Regions from separate parts of the Sus scrofa genome. Here region 1 is linked to region 2. A link is a contact called in public HiChIP or PLAC-seq data. All regions are on one chromosome and are shown on one strand. The core of a region is the stretch at or near the end of the contact, and the rest is flanking DNA. Distances in the headings are between cores, read along the strand shown. Region 1 holds the start of NMT1 (glycylpeptide N-tetradecanoyltransferase 1). Region 2 holds the start of HEXIM1 (protein HEXIM1).

Region 1 (3,640 bases), core at 1,095-3,594, 67 kb before region 2:
CTGTGAATCTGTGAGAAAAGAAAATACAGGGCTGGGAATCAGAATACCAGACAGAGGTGGGTTCCGGTCTAAGGTCCACAACTTAGGTATCACTGTGATTTTTTTTTTTTGCAGACATGACTTTCTTCAAGTCTCCCTCATGAGTTACAACAGGTGAAATGACTAGAAAAGTTAAATCCAGGAGTTCTCTTGTAGCACAGCGGGTTAAGTATCCAGTGTTGTTGTCACTGCAGCGACTCTGGTCCTTGCTGTAGCAGGGGTTTGATCCCTAGCCCAGGGAACTTCTACATGCCCCAGGTGCAGCAAAAAAAAAAAAAAAAAAAAAAAAAAAAAAGTTAAATCCATCTAGCACATGCAAGTCTTTATTATTATCTCTGATCTCCTTTTGTCTGTACTGCATTTAAGGCATTGTGCTGACAGCAGTCCTGACCCCAGAAAGATGAGTGTGGGTAACAATTCTCAGCCTGAGTGGGTGTCTGTGCCTTCCAACGTCAAATATAAATGATTGGAGGTTTTCTGCTGCTTTGGATCATATTTACTTCAGTTCTTGCCACTGATGTTAAAACCAAGAGTTGACTATATTTAGCTGTTTTATTTGTTTTGTTTCCCTGAGTCAGAGGGGAACTATTTCTTCCCTCTCTACTCCTCTTCCCACGCTGAGAATTTCCCAAAGGCAAAGATCATTTCCCTTTTTGGCCACTGGAGCTCTCTGATGATAAGAACTTGTCTTTCCCTCACCACCTCCCACAACCCAACCTGAATGGGAAATCTCTAGGAATGGGAACCTTTTTTTTTTTCTTTTCTGTCCTTTTGCTATTTCTTGGGCCGCTCTGGCAGCATATGGAGGTTCCCAGGCTAGGGGTCCAATAGGAGCTGTAGCCACCAGCCTACACCACACAGCCACAGCAACGCGGGATCCGAGCCGCGTCTGCGACCTACACCACAGCTCATGGCAACGCCGGATCCTTAACCCGCTGAGCAAGGGCAGGGACCGAACCCACAACCTCATGGTTCCTAGTTGGATTCGTTAACCACTGCGCCACGACGGGAACTCCAGGAATGGGAACCTTGACTTTGGGCTCTGCCTTAAGATTCAGGTGTGAGGAGTTCCCTGGTGGCTCAGTGGGTTTATAATCCGGCATTGTCACTGTGGAGGCTCTGGTCAGTGCTGGGGTTGGGGTTCGATCCTAGGCCCAGGAACTTCAACATGGCACAGGAATCCCCCTTTCCCCCCAAAGAAACAGACTCAGGTGCCATTACTCAATCACAGGGGTGAGACCCAAGGGATTGGTGCAGTCAGTCAAGGGTAAAAATAGATTAAGATGTCAAAATTTCCTTCTTATAACATTTCTTTTTTTTTTTTTTTTCCCCTTTTCTTATAACATTTCCTTGGGTAGATGTATCAGACGACGGGGATTTCGTGGTGGTAAAGAATTCAGAGGGCCGAAGGGCAGACAGATCCAGATCTGTATACTGGCTTTGCCACTTATTAGCTATGTGACTGTGCAATTTACCAACCAACCTGGGCCACATCTCTTGTCTGAAAAACAGAAATAGCGCCCACATTCTAGATTTGTTAACAGGATTACATGAGCTGTGCTAAAAGCCTTACCACAGTGAATGTGGAGGGTTGCTGCGGAGAATGAAAGGAATGTGTGCGGAAGAGCTTCGTGGAGACCTGTGCCTGCAGGCCAAGAGGCGGCGAGGCCTGACAGAGAAGTCAGATGTCCTTGCTCAGGGTCAGTGTTCTGCACATCACAATCCAGCGCTTCTCATGAGGCCTTAAGCTACTACCGACCAGGGGCCGTACAGAATCCCGGGTAAGGAAAGGCGGCAGGAGCCAACTTGGCTTCTTGCTGTAATATCTCTCGAGGAAGGCTCCACGCGGGGTATCAGTGGGTCACACCCAGGCCCTCTTACTTACCCCGGAATGGTAACGGTCCTTAACTGCAGCCAAGAGCAGCTCACCTGCGGCCCAAACACTAGCAAGGGCAGGCTGAGGTCAACGTCTGAAACCCTTAAGTTGCATCAAACTACACTTCCCAGCATGCCACGCGGCCGCCGGGGTGGCGGAGCGCGGGCCTAGCTAAGCTTGGGCTGGTCTTTCCTCAGGCGCGGCCGAATTCCCAGGACTTCCGGGTAGTGCTGGTCCCACACCCAGGACAGCCGCACCTCTTAATTTCTGGGTATTGTAGTCCATCTTGTTTCGGTTTCCCACGAGTGAGCTGCTCTTAGTTACGGCTACCTTCGCCACAAACACTACAATACCCAGAATATCACGCAAATTTCTCTCGTCCAATAGGAACCCCCCATGTAGCGAGGCGCGGAGGCCGGCTCTCGCAACTCAAGATGGCGGACGAGAGTGAGACAGCAGTGAAGCCGCCGGCACCTCCGCTGCCGCAGATGATGGAAGGGAACGGAAACGGCCATGAACACTGCAGCGATTGCGAGAACGAGGAGGACAACAGCTACAACCGGGGGTAACGAGATCCTCGGAGTCTAATTCCTGTTTAGTCCCCCACAACCTGGGTCTTTGGGGTGCGGGGAAGACACCGGGAGCTTAGTGTAGCCCCGCCCCCATATTCTTATTGGCTGAGATATTGGAATCCTGCCTGGCGATTGGTTGCTGTCTTTGTCATTTTTCAGGTGGTGGGTGCTCAGTATATTAAGGCCCAAAGACATTCAGTACTTTTATTATATAAAAGTTCTGTGTAGTGTTGTACCCGTGTGGCTGAGGCTTGTCCGGGAAAAAAGCACGTTGAGCGATGGTCTTTGATGGCACAACACTGGTCAATCCAACAGTGCAGTTCAAAAGGAACGTTACTTTGTAGAGGTGTTGTGTGAACAGCGTGATTAGCAGTAAATGAATAATAAAACGTTTCACGGCAGTTCACTTTCGATGAGGAAATTCATCAGGCTTTACCAACCATAATTATGTTGTAAAGTAGCACTCCTAGAGAATCCCAAGATAGAAACTCACCTTATAAATCCTACGTAATTACTATATGATAATGTTTGGATAGATATAGTGTCCGTTGCTCCAAATAATCCATGTTTCGTAAGTAGTGTGTAATTAGGTCTTTGCTCAGTTAACTTTGTGAAGTAGCCTCGAGCTTTAAGACATTGACGGTGCTTCCTTGGACACTGTTTAGAAGTGGCTTAATACTGTACTTAGGATTTTGCCTCAATGGTAACTGTTCCTGGGGTGGAAGAAATGTATCAGGCGGTTGCCTGGTGAGCTTCCAAATCAGTTTTCGCTCTTGTAAGCCACACCCTATCGTTTCTCTTTCTCCATATTGTTACAGTGGCTGGCGCTAACGCCTCACTCTCCCTATCTATGTTCACATGTAGGTTTTCTAACGGAAAGTCGTGAGAGACTGTTTTGGATGTATAACTTTGGTTGAGTATGTGGTAGTCTAATTTTCATAGCCATCCTGACATTTGCAGTATTGGTTGGTGGTAGTCCTGGAGGTGGAGGTAAGAGGTAGAAGGTTGAGATCGTGGATAAACTTAAGAGAAATTCTGCTACCTTGAGGCAATGGGAGAACAAAGACTTGTTTAAGTCGTTATAAACTGCTTGCGATGAATGCTTAGGTTAAAAGATCTAATTTTGTGTTCTTCATTCGACATTGAAAATCAC
Region 2 (3,723 bases), core at 654-3,153:
GTAAAGGCAGTCCAGGGGTTTATATGAGCAGGACATGTAAAATGCCTGGCGAAGAGTTAAACCTCAGCTAATAGCAGGGTGCCTGGCCTCTTGTTTCATAGAATTCTGGAATTCCACAACCCATGAGTCTGGCCACGCCTCCCCTAATAGGACAAATGAGCCCATGCAGCTGAGCCCTATCCAGTAGACCAGGCTGGGCTCAGCTGTACCTTCCAAAGCCCCTGACTGAGGATAGCCAGGCGTCCTCTGGTGTCTGAAACTGTGACTGTGGAGTTCTCTGCAAAATCCCTTTACCTCAGGGCGCTCCCAGTATGAGGGGCAGTTCTTGCTCTCAGGGCACCTGCGACTGATGAGCAGCACAGAGGAGGGGCAGGCTTTTCAGAGTTCTTGGAAGCTCAGGGAAACAGGCTAGGATGTTCAATTTCAAAACATCTGGAGGTGCCCCAGGGGCACTGTTGCTTGCCTTTTCCCTTTGGGCGTGCCCGTCATCGCTTCCCCAAGGACAGCTCCCGAGTCTCCAGACAGGTCCTTTCTTTGGACAAGTTGCATGTGCTTTGTAGAATGCCCTACTTCATGCTACTCAAAGACGGCCAAGAAGTCATCTCCTGCATGAAATCTGTCCACAATTCTCAACTCCTAAGCAATTTGGCTCATAAACTCCCACCAGGATTTTCTTCACTTGCTATTCTGGCTTACTGTGGTTGGGTCGTCTCTCCAAACAGTCCCTGAGTAGCAAGGATGATACTTTATTCATCATTGTGCTCTCTTATCAAATCATTGCCAAAGGAAGAAATAAGAGCCTAAATTAGGCTGAAGCTGTTGGGGATGAAAAGGAACTAAATCCAGGAGTTCCTGTTGTGGCTCAGTGGGTTAAGGACCGTACCTCTCTGTGAAGATGTGGGTTCAATCCCTGGCCTCACTCAGTGGTTTAAGGATCCAGTATTGCCGCAAGCTGCAGCTTAGTTTGCAGAGGTGGCTCAGATTTGGTGTTGCTGTGGCGTGGGCCCCAACTGCAGCTCTGATTGGACCTCTGGCCCGGGAACTTCCATATGCTGCAGGTGCAAAAGAAAAAAAGGAACTAAATCCAGAGTTCATACGAAAAAAAAGAGTTTTGTGTCTGTGACAAAGAAAAATGGTACGGGGTCACAAAGACCTTTGCTCTGGCCTAAACTGCCACTTAGTTGTCATGTGACCCTGGACAGATCACTTAATTTCTGAGCATTAAAGAGGTTTCTTATCTCTAAAATAGAGACAATAATCCCTACTCTGCCTAACCCGCAGGGCTGTGGTGGAGCAAATGGTTCTGTGTGTAAAAGAACGTTGTGCAGTGGAAAGCAGCTGGAATATAAGACAAGGCTGTAAGTAAGAAATAGTAGGAATGGGTCACTGAGTGTATGGCCAACTGAGATTACAGAGAGGCTTAAGTGATTTGAACAGAGTTTGGGCTACTTCTGGGCCCTATCTTTTGGGCGGGAGCTTGGAATCTGGAGAACTTTCCCAAGGAGAGTATGTCCCTCCCACCCCCATGAATCTGCCCATAGTTCTGGGCCAGAATCCCCCTGCCCCCATTTCTGGGCAAGACTTCCTCCTGGGGGAGCCTCTGGCTCTGCTTTCCTCAGGGTGTTGCCTAGCGCCCACTGACGAAGAGCCTTGGTGGCTCTTTTGCTCTCTCTCTCTCTGCGTAGCCAGGATTGATTATTTCAACTCTTTATTAATTTCAAACCCCTCCCCCCAAGAAAGCAGCTCATCAGCCGCCCTGCACTCTTCTATCTGGGCATTTCCTGGTCGGTTCCCAAGTGAAGAGACCAAGAAGGCCTCAGGAGGCCATTTTCTTCCAAAGAACCTGAGGCCCCGGGGACGGGGGAAGGGGGGAGGGGGCAGGGGCAAGGCCTTCCCGCCCCGGGCCGGACAGCATGCACACCCAGCGTTTCCCCCGCTCAGGCTAGAGACTCGGTCACGGCCCACCATTTTGCACTGGCTCCTGGGGCGGCGGCAGTCCTGAAAAAAACCACGCTGGGGCTGGGACTCCGCCACTTTCGGCCAAGAACCCCAAGGCCAGTCCGAAGGTGGACGTCACCCAGGACTCGAACCTGCCTTCTCATCTTTGGAGGCCTAGTCCGAGATTGCGGTCACACTGTCCCTTTAAGGCGGCACTTTTTATTCTTCATTTGTTTACCTCTTCATGCGCTTTTTTAAAAAACACAAATTGTGTTCACAATATCCTTCCGCAAATGTCAATCCCAGTCACTAGCTACACACTCTGAAGCCATTCTTGTAATCTTAGGAATCTAAGACTTATTAGCCTTGGGCCAATATCTCTCTTTATAGAATTTAACCCTCTTTTGCACTTTAGGGACTATTTTTTAGGAGTAAACCATTCCTGCTTTAGTTAACACATGTTTATGACCTTCAGAACCTTTCCGCTGAGGACAGAATACGAAAAAAGCCTTTAAGACGCACCTTTTCATAAAAATATTCTGTGTGGGCCCTCATAGCCATGGAATCTTCTCGTATTCCCGAAGCAGAATGGTATGGTCCAGAACCCGCCCCATCTTCTCTGCGATTGGCCTTCCTTCCTCAGCGAGACGTGGGCCTCTTGGCCAATGGTGACCCACGTTTCTCTAGCGAGCGATAAGCGATGGAAGGAGACGGCCTGGAAGACGCCCCCTACGCGTCCTGGGATTGGCTACGTCGCACGGCGCGCGAGGATGGCGGGCCTGAAAGATGGGAACTACGACTCCCAGCTTCCAGGGATGGGGACTCCGTTACGCATGCGCATAGGCGGGGCAGCCCGGCTTCTATATAAAAGGGGCGCAGCGGGCTGGGAGGCAGCAGTTGGAAGTTGGCAGGTGGAGAGGCAGGTTGGGAGGGGAAGTCGGGGGAGGAGGCGGAAGAGGAGCTGTCGGAAGGGGGAGGAGGGCGGGAGGAAAAAGAGGAGGAGGCGGAGGAGAACTGAGCTGAGCAGAGCATCGAGCCAAAGGGGAGATGAGTTTGTCTGTCCTCGGTTGAGGCTCCGGCCGGGCCTAGGGAACTGGGAGCCCGGGTTGGAGCGACACCCGTGGAAGTGGGAGGAGGTGGCTCTGGGACTTTAACCCCTTGTGGGCTCTGCGGCAGGGGATTTAACCCTTTGTGGATCCAGCCCCTCGGAGTCAGCGTCATCGGGTAGTTTTAACCCTTTCGGGGCTGGGTTTAACCCGTTGGATTTAACATCTCGTTGCCCACCAACTCCTCGATAGCGGGGCGCGCTGCGGGGAGGCTTGAGGCCCACCCCCTCTGCACATTACGTACTGTTTTGCTGCTGCACCCCCTTGGACGCGCTAGCTGGCCGCGCTGTGAGCGCTTAACCCTTTACTGACTTGAACTCCCCAAGTTGCAGTTGGAGTTTGCTGACAGAAGGACTGGCTAAAGGCATCACTGCAGGAATTACAGACCGAAGAGGACTGTGTTGGACATTTTTGAAAAGAAAAGAAAAACCTTTTTTTTCTTTAAGGACTTAACAGCCAAAATTCTTCAAACTTCGAGAAGAGGATTCTATTAGCCATGGATGAGCCACTCTTGTCAGAGTATCAGCACCAGCCTCAAACTAGCAACTGTACAGGTGCCGCTGCTGTACATGAAGAGCGGAACCCCGATCGCCCCCCAGGCGCGGAGGAGCGAGTGCCCGAGGAGGACAGTAGGTGGCAATCGAGAGCGTCCCCCCAGTCGGGTGGCCGTCCGGGACAG

What was found. HiChIP or PLAC-seq counts read pairs in DNA pulled down with a chosen protein or histone mark.
Region 1: a contact with region 2 is called in an H3K27ac HiChIP or PLAC-seq map of alveolar macrophages. The contact joins the promoter of NMT1 here to the promoter of HEXIM1 in region 2. A contact is called at or near these places in 4 of 47 Hi-C or Micro-C datasets (heart right ventricle, liver and skeletal muscle) and 2 of 2 datasets of contacts at active chromatin or transcription factors (alveolar macrophages and skeletal muscle).

Annotation. Positions count from the first base shown.
Region 1 is chr12:18,336,130-18,339,769 of Sscrofa11.1, reverse strand. It overlaps NMT1 (glycylpeptide N-tetradecanoyltransferase 1), which reads left to right and starts at 2,344. Exons shown (of 12, transcript XR_002337086.1): 1 at 2,344-2,480. It overlaps DCAKD (dephospho-CoA kinase domain-containing protein), which reads right to left and starts at 2,116. Exons shown (of 5, transcript XM_005668727.3): 1 at 1,925-2,116.
Region 2 is chr12:18,268,269-18,271,991 of Sscrofa11.1, reverse strand. It overlaps HEXIM1 (protein HEXIM1), which reads left to right and starts at 1,903. Exons shown (of 1, transcript XM_003131323.5): 1 at 1,903-3,723. The coding sequence starts at 3,541. It also overlaps a transcript of ACBD4 not described here.